Regions from separate parts of the Arachis hypogaea genome. Here region 1 is linked to region 2. A link is a contact called in public Hi-C data. All regions are on one chromosome and are shown on one strand. Each heading gives the region's core, a stretch centred on a gene start, on an enhancer-like site or on the middle of the called end of the contact. The rest is flanking DNA. Distances are from core to core; before and after follow the strand shown. Region 1 holds the start of LOC112720520 (homoarginine-6-hydroxylase 2-ODD-C23). Region 2 holds the start of LOC112720515 (probable inactive receptor kinase At5g67200).

What was found. A called contact is a pair of places that touch in the nucleus more often than the background predicts.
Region 1: a contact with region 2 is called in a Hi-C map of leaf, with 4 times the contacts expected there. The contact joins the promoter of LOC112720520 here to the promoter of LOC112720515 in region 2. A contact is called at or near these places in 2 of 8 Hi-C or Micro-C datasets (both in leaf).

The regions. Positions count from the first base shown.
Region 1 is chr11:21,150,940-21,155,471 of arahy.Tifrunner.gnm2.J5K5, forward strand. It overlaps LOC112720520 (homoarginine-6-hydroxylase 2-ODD-C23), which reads left to right and starts at 2,045. Exons shown (of 12, transcript XM_025771484.3): 1 at 2,045-2,204; 2 at 2,487-2,602; 3 at 3,306-3,424; 4 at 3,795-3,858; 5 at 4,016-4,083. The coding sequence starts at 2,063.
Region 2 is chr11:20,797,326-20,801,615 of arahy.Tifrunner.gnm2.J5K5, forward strand. It overlaps LOC112720515 (probable inactive receptor kinase At5g67200), which reads right to left and starts at 1,429. Exons shown (of 2, transcript XM_025771481.3): 1 at 1-1,429. The coding sequence starts at 998.

The DNA.
Region 1 (4,532 bases), core at 795-3,294, 350 kb after region 2:
ATGTTAAAATAGTTCTCTTTTCTTGTAGTGCAATAAATAAAACTGAGCAATAAGATTAAATTTCTGTTTTTTACACTAGTCCCTAATGCAGAAGATACCCACATTATATTAAACCTGCATCGATTCTAGAATAGAATACAAGTAATATTATCATATTTATAAAATAATATAATATTATAAGACTAGTAAAATTTATTATTTTTTAATATTTAATTAATTATTGTTTGAATTTTAAATAATGAATTTTAATAGTATAAAAATAAAATATTAATTTAAAATATATATTGATTAATATCAATAAAAATTATTAATTTTTTAGTATTTTTTAATAAAATATATTTGGAGTTTTTATTTGTGTAAAATTTTTTTGTTTGAAAAAAAAAACTGGTATTATTCATTTTTTATTTTTAATATTAAATTGATAAGAATATATATATATATATATATATATATTTTTTTTTTGTGACTGAAATAAACTAAACAAAGAAAAACAAAACAAATGCTTTGCTTAAATAGAGGGACAGTTCTTTTTAAGACTATTCTTAAACTCCTCCCAAAGTGAAGGAAGCTCTACATGAGAAAGTTGTAACTTCATCCTTATCTTTGCCATAGTATCTGCGACCGTGTTTGCATCTCTCGTAATCAAACGAAAGTCAACACGCCAATTTCAATACATGATATCTCTTATTTTGAGCACCAATGGATCAATAAACCCAAAATCATCTTGGTGATTAATAACAAGATTAAATGCTTTCACACAATCTGTCTCACAAATAACATCTCGTTGATCTACATCCCAAGCTAAGAGATATCCTCTCCAAATAGCAAACAATTCTCCTTGAAGAATACTATTACTTTCAATCATTCTCAAACACCCCCTTTGCGAACTCCCATTACAATCTCTAATAACACAAGCAAAACCAACACTATCACCCAAACCAAGATAACTAGCATCACAATTAATCTTGAAAATACCCATGGATGGGGATTCCAAAAACCATTTAGAGTAGAGGGAAGGAACATACGTTGTAATTCAAAAATATTCCTAAGCTCCTTTTCTGAAGTTAATGCCAGACAAATCACTTTTTCCGGAGGCCAAGTTTCATGAGGATTAAACATGTCATTATTCCTTACTCATCATATCCACCAAAGTCCCGAAAAGAACTTGAACGGATGCTCTCTACTATGATACAAGAACCAGTTCTTCAAATCCAAAGGATGTTAAGAAATATGCAACCTATGCCATACAAGCTGAGCTTCTGGGCAATCCTGAATACAATGTAAAATCGATTCATGGTTAAAAAGACATCTTGGGCACCTATCCGATGACGACATCCCTCTTCTAAAGTAAAAACTTGCAGTAAGAAGAGCCTCCTTAAGACACAACCAAGCCAAAAACTTGTGCTTTTTCAGAACAAGCTGACGCCAAAGCTAAAGCCAATTCTCCTGCTCCTCCCAATCAAAAAGTTTCTTACACAACCACAAGTAACCATTACGTGAGTCATAGACTTTAACTGCATATCCAAACTAATACCAATCCACTTCCGAACCTGTTTGCACATCTGAACTGTAAGAGAGAATATTACTTTAATTATGAACGGTTAGGATGTTAATTTTAAATATAGTATTATTTAATTTAAAATAAGAAATAGGATTTTTTTATTTTAAAAAGTATAAAAATTAAATTATTTAATTTTTGAAATAAAAATATAAAAAAATATATAAAAAAATTATAATATTTAAGTATATTACTCATTTTATGTTTATAGATAAAAAAAATTAATCGTTAAAAAAAGTACTTAATTTGAAACTATAAAAATATTATTTATATAATAAAATTAATTATTATATATTTTTTATTTAAATATAAATATAATTTAATTAATTTTTAATATATATTTTATATTAATAACTGATTTTAACGGTTAAAAAAATAGGCCAATAAATTATAGCTCAAATGACCCCATACTTAATTAAGAAGTCACGGATTCGAACCTTCTATCTTTCAAAAAAAAAAAAAAAACGGTTAAAAGAAGAGGAGGCATGATTATAGGTGCCTTTGATGTGCATTACTCCATTTGTCTCTCTTTATAAGAGGCAATTGCCACCGCAGAGCTTGCATTGTATCACCGACCTCACCCGCAATACACAGAACACACAAAAGTCAGCGATGGCTACGGACTTCAGTTCAATTCCCCTAATTGGTAAAACTTTCATACCAGTTCCATAGCCATCAATCTCGATATTTTCAACCAATCATATCTTTCGATTTCATAGCTTCATTTGTGTATGTAGATAGAAATTAAACATAACTAATTATAATAATTTCGCTGATGGTTTTAGTTCAGTGTCCATGAATCAAGAATTTTGAAAGTTCAATTTTCATTATCACAAGTGATCAATTATGTTACAGTTGATGCCGAATTATTTACTTAATATACTTATAAATTCAGAGGATAAATTTAATTTCTTTTTGTTCTATCTAGATGTTAGTGCCCTTTTAGCCAAGTGTGATGACCCAAAAATGGGAGAGGACCCTGGTGTTCTTGAAGTTGTTAGACAGTTGGATAAGGCTTGCACTGAGGCTGGGTTCTTCTATTTGGTATTTATCTTTTATTTATTTATTTTTCTTCTTTTATTCTGTAGCTTGCTTTCTTGAAATATGAGATAAATTGGTAGGGTTCTCTACATCATAACGATTTCTGTGTTAGAATTGCTTATTTTACATTGACAGTAGGTTCAGTAGTCTTTGATGTGTAGATTCCAAATTTCTCTAGAATAAAGATTTTAATATTGCTTTGAAACTGAAATGAACAAAAAGAAAAAAAACGTTTAAGCAATAAATCTCATATACTAAGTTAACCTAACCAACTTGGGTTGGTCAAGTTGTTAGTTCACTCGTCTACTTAAGCAAGTGTCGGAGAGTTTGAATCCCGCTTTGTGCATGCAGCAACTCATTAGCTAGCAGCAAATCCTTAAATAAAGCTTCAATTTGCGACAGATTAGTATTTGGCCTATCAGGCTAAGTGATACCGTGGAAAACCAAAAAGGTTAATAATATAATCCCACAAGGATACATTCGAGGCAACTTCTAGTGAAGCTATTGCCATTTACAAGCATCTGAGTAAATAGAGTTCATATTAAATCAATAGAGGAATTAATTATTATTTGATTTTCTCTAAAAGTTTATTTTCTTGGCAATCCAAGGCAAGATTTTGCATTCCGGTTTTCTCCCTTGTCATCTTTAATCATTTCCTTTATTTTGGTTATTGTTTTGCTTAAATTCTATGGTCCTTGATTTACAGAAAGGTCATGGTGTTTCTGATGCTCTCCTTAAAGAAGTTAAAGACATAACTCGCAGATTCTTCGAACTACCTTGTGAAGAAAAGACAAAAATCAAAATGACTCCGGCTGCAGGGTTCAGGTTAGCCTGGATGCCGAATTCGCTTTATTTAGTTGTTAGATATAAGACGCCTTTGCCTAACAGCTTCTTCACCTTCTGGAAGAGTTAGTTCGTGACATGATATCAGATGTTTAGAACTTCGATGATTGATTGATCTCAAGATTGATCCTAGTTGTCATTTTCCAAAAATTGCACACAGAGTTTCAGCATATGGTTGGGTTGGCCTATACCTTCTGTTTCATCAGTATGGATCTTTCTTGAGGGGGCACGTCATTTTTTAAAACCATCTCTATGTATTTATCTAGCAGCATAAAGTTTGACATAGTTGATTTGTGACATTTTATTTATATGCATCACAGCACTTGCTATAAAAGCCTAACTTCTGATGCAGAGGTTACCAGAGGGTTGGAGAAAATATAACTAAAGGCACACCTGACATGCATGAAGCAATTGATGTAGGTATTACTAAGAATATAGGTCTATGTCAATGTTCTTTAGAGTCAATTTGATCATATTGTTTGAAGATAGATTCCCTCACTATACCATATCATTTTCTTTCTCTGATTGCTAAGCATAGTAGCTCTACTGATTGCTACATTTTTTCTTTGGCAGTGCTATAAGGAGGTGACAAGGGGCATGTATGGAGATCTTGGCAAAACTATGGAAGGATACAACCAGTGGTATGTGGAATCATGTTTATTTTTTATCTTTTTGTTTTTAATAATGCCTGCTTCACTGCTTTAGACGAATATCATGCCCAATAGACATAATTTCATGTATGCTTTTGCTTCTAGTCGCATATATCTTATGGGAATTTCTTTGGTGAAGAATAAAGTTGGGTGAAGAGTAGAGTTGGCAGTTGGGTGAAGAGCAAAGATTTTTCCTAAATTTATAGAGAACTTGTGAGAAGAAGACCGACAGAGTACCCAACAAGGAGGGTGGATGAGATGAAAGATGGATAAGGGGTGAAAGGCAGAAGAAGACCTAGAAAAACCATCCATGAGGTGGTCAAACAAGATCTACATATAAACAGTCTCTCTGTAGACATGATCTATGATAGAGCTCAATGGCGTCATTTGATTCATGTAGCCGACCCCACCTAGTGGGATAAGGCTTCGTTGTTGTTGTT
Region 2 (4,290 bases), core at 179-2,678:
TTATTTCTTCCTGTTTCAACCTCCAACGCCGTCGTTTTCTCCGTCTCAAATTTTTCCCCGAGCATTCCCCCTTGCTTGTTTCTATTCTTCTTCCTCGCCACCGCAACCACGGCAAGCCCTGCGCCGACGAGAACCGCGGCCGCGACGGAGATTCCGAGAACCAATCCACTGCTCTTGTGCTTCCTTTCCTTGATCGGCGAATGAACCACCACGATCCCCTGCTCGCTCTGCCCTAGCGGCGCGGCGGAGGACGTGGCAGCAGAAGAGCCACCGCCACCGAAGAATCTAGAATGCCGATCGCATGGCTTGTGGATAATCTCTCCGCAGAGGTCATTGTTTCCTGAAAACGACGGTGCATCGAACTTCGCGAGCGTGGGCGTAACAGGCACGGGACCGGTAAGGTTGTTATTCGAAACATCAAGCGTTTCAAGAAACGACAAATTCAGAGCAGGGAGAGTGCCGTTAAAGTAGTTAGAATCCAGCCGGAGGGAGATTAACCGGTCGAGCGAGTTGAGCCGAACCGGAATCGGACCGGCAAGCTCGTTATGCGCGAGTGAGAGAGTAACTAACCGATGAAGCGTGAGAACCGAGCGCGGGAACGTTCCGGAAAATCGGTTACGGTCGAGGAAGAGGGACTTGAGGTTTTTAAGAGGGGAGAGGTCAGGGATGGTGCCGGAGAGTGAGTTGTTACGGAGGCTGAGGACGCGGAGCTGGTCGAGGCGGGCGAGTGTGTCGGCGGCGAAGGTGCCCCTGAGAGAGAAGCCTTGGACGACGAAGCGAACCACTCTGCCTTGTGCGCACTTCACTCCTTGCCACTCGCAGTAGTCGTAGCGCTCGTTTAAGGCGTACAGTAGCCTGTTGTCGAGGTCTGCTTTTGACTTGAAGGAAAGCAGTGAAACGGCGTCGGATGGTAGCATTGTGTTTACTTCCGTTGAGGGACTGGCATCGGCGGTTAGCACCAAAATGAGGAGGAGCAAGAGTGAGTGGAGGTAATGCATTGTTTAGTCGTAATGTAATGTAATGTGTGCGCGTGACTGTGTGAGAGAGATTTGATTCTAGTGTCAGTGGGTTGGGTGGTGGTTTGTTTTGGATTGTTTGGTTTTTTTGGTGGGGGGAATCTGTGACATGCTTTGGAACGGAGAAAAGAAAAAGAAAGAGAGAGAAGCGGAGTATGAAGTGAAGGGAAGAGAAGTGGGTAGTGGGTAGTGGGTAGTGACTAGGGAGGAGTGAGTAGAGAGGGAGTGTGATTTTTGATTGGATGGAGGCGGAAGAGAAGTGCGGAGCAGCTGGACCTGAACTCTCCACTCACGTGAAAGTGGAGCGAGAGATTGATTATTGCTGTGGCAATTTGCCATGTGGATACTTTGCTTATTCGCATGTTTATGAAATTATTTTATTTGGTCACAAAAGTGTGCGGTTATTTAACTGTGTTAAATTTCTTTTTTTTTTTGGTCAAGTGGATTGGACAGCCTCCAATTCTAGGCATTAACCCCATGTTTTACACACCCACACAACACACTCACACACACTACATGGGTACTATGGGTTCTTGCAACATCCAGCCTCAGCTGGGATTTGAACCCGGGTGCAGCTTGATGAGAGGCGTAAAAATCCTCCATCTGTGCCAAGCCTCAGCTGCAACTGTGTTAAATTTCTAAGCAGTGTGTAGTGTGTTCAGACCTAGGAGTATTATTGGTTAAAAGAAAAAAAAGACCACTACTGTAATGTATTAAATAATTAAACTTTTTCAAGATTTAAAATAAATTTTTGCTTTTGTAATTTCTTAAGACAATAAGACCTAAGAGTTAAGAGTTAAGACATTTGTTTATGTAGTAGTAGTGTGCAAAACAGCAAAAGAGAAAAAAAAATGCTTTTCAGAATTTCAGACAACTATTAAATTGTCTAGTAGCTTTTACTTACAAGCAATTATGTGTAAGTTTTATTTTTATATTCTTTTCTTGACTTTAAAAATTCCACGCATGATTCATTTCACATAAATAAATAAAGCCCATCATTCATATAAAAACAGTAAAAATAACTTTTTTTAAATTATTTATTTGATCACAGTTAAAAAAACATGTTCTAAGAAATATGAGTTAATGATAAAAACGTAAACTATGAATAAAATTAAATTTATAAATAAATTAAAAAATTTAAGAAAATAAATAATTAAATTATCTAAACTAATAGTTTAAAATTAATAATTTTAATTAATATTAATTCAAATGATACTGAATTTTTTAAATTAATACAAAATATTTTTTTCAAAAATATAGATATTTAAAAATAAAAAAAGAATTATTAAAATATTATAAAAATTATAAATGAAAATTTAATTTGTAAAAAAAGAATTTTTAAAGAAAGAATTTTTGCCTTGTGGTTTGATATATTTGTGAGCCCTAGTGTTAATTTTAGTAATTTGTATGGATATAGCTTGAATTATTGTTGATTGGAGTTGAATTGAAGAATTGGTGCACTTGGAATTGAGAATTTTGGCTGAAACTTGTTGATTTTGGTGGCTAAGCTTGAAGGCTTGTGATGAGGAGATTATTTTGGTGATTTTGTGCTTGTGTGGAAATCGGCCAAGGTATGGTTTCAATTTTTTTTATTAAATAATATGTAATGTTATGGGCAACTTAGGGTAGTGGACCTTAAGATATGATTGAATTGAATGAATTGCAGAAATTGGTTAATTATTGTTGAGTTTGTTGTGGTGATATGAAGTTGATGATGATTATTGATGTTGAGAATGATTGATGATGATTTTGATCTTGAAGATGATTGATGGTGAGTATTAATGTTGATGATAAATGATGAGGATTATGAGTTTAAATAATGATATATTGATGAATAATGAATGGGATAGATTGGAATGGTGTAAATGTGGTATAATTGAGAGTTGGATTGATAATTGTTGAAATTAGTGTATAATGAGTTGATGAGGTGAGAATAGAATGGTTTAGGTGTTTAAATACTTGAGAAATGATGGAGGTTTGTTTTGGCATTGAATTTGATGTCGTTGGTTTGATTGTGGTTTGAGTGTTTAGGAAACTAGAGGATTTTACAAGTTTTGGTAAAAATCTATTTTTGACGAATTTCAACAAGCCATAACTTGGCTTCTGAACTCCCAAATTTAATGAAACTTATTTTGAATGAAAATTAGGTTCGTAAAGTTTATGCCGTTCAAAGAACGAGTGAAAAATGATTTTTAACAAAAAAGTTATGCACGTTTGAAGTTTTGTATAAAAAACTAAATTCTGCAGCAAAACAACTTTTTATGAAAAATTGGAGGCATGTGTACGTGGAACAGGCATGCATACGTGAGGATGAGACTCTGCCCAACACTCATGCGTGTACGACATTGGGATGCGTACGCGAAAATGCCAATTTTACACCCATGCGTATGCGACCATTGGCGTGCGTACGCGAGAACCCGTTTCTGTTTCAAGCGTTCACGTACACAGACGTAGCTCGCGTACGCGACATTGTTGTTTTGAAGCTCATTCGTACGCGGGAACGGTCATGCATATGCATGACCCCTGTTTTGCTGAAAATGTAATTTTTTGTGTTTTTAATCACTTCTCTAACTTTCTTAACCTCTGTAATTGCTTTAGGATCCCCTAGCTAGTAATTAGACTTTGGGATAAGGGAGAATACCATGAGTGAATTTAATTAGATATTTTCTATTTTAAGATTAGAGACAATGACTTAGACTTGGGAAGTTTTGTGGATAGAATAACTTGAGTGGATTGGCGGAGTGTTGAGTTGATGATGAATTGAGAAAAATGAATGATTGAGGTTGTTGAACATGATGAGAATGACAGAGATCACTAAGACTGAGTAATATACTACTGATGTGCTATGATTGCTAAGTCGCTATGTGCTTGGCAAGGACGGTGGTTAATCTTGCTAGTCGAGGTTGCGGCGCCGGTGGTTAATCCCGCTTACGTTTAGATGTGAGGTTTGAGACAGAGTATCCCGCTCGCATCCTTTCGAGTCATAAGAGTGTGCTGGGCACTATATCCCTAGATAGTGTGTCGGGCACTATATCCATGGAGCGCTAATTATATTCGTGACCGAAAGGCAACATCCCAAAGGGATGTGTCGGGTTGGCAGTTGAACCGACAAGTGATACCACGGCCAATAGGACAGGCATTCATCATATTCACTCTTATGTGTTTGTTTTCTTTGTTTACTTGCATTGTGCCAACTTGTATAACATGTTTAATTGCTAATTGAACTACCTGCTGTATATGTATATTACTTGTGTTTTACTTGCTTGCACTATTT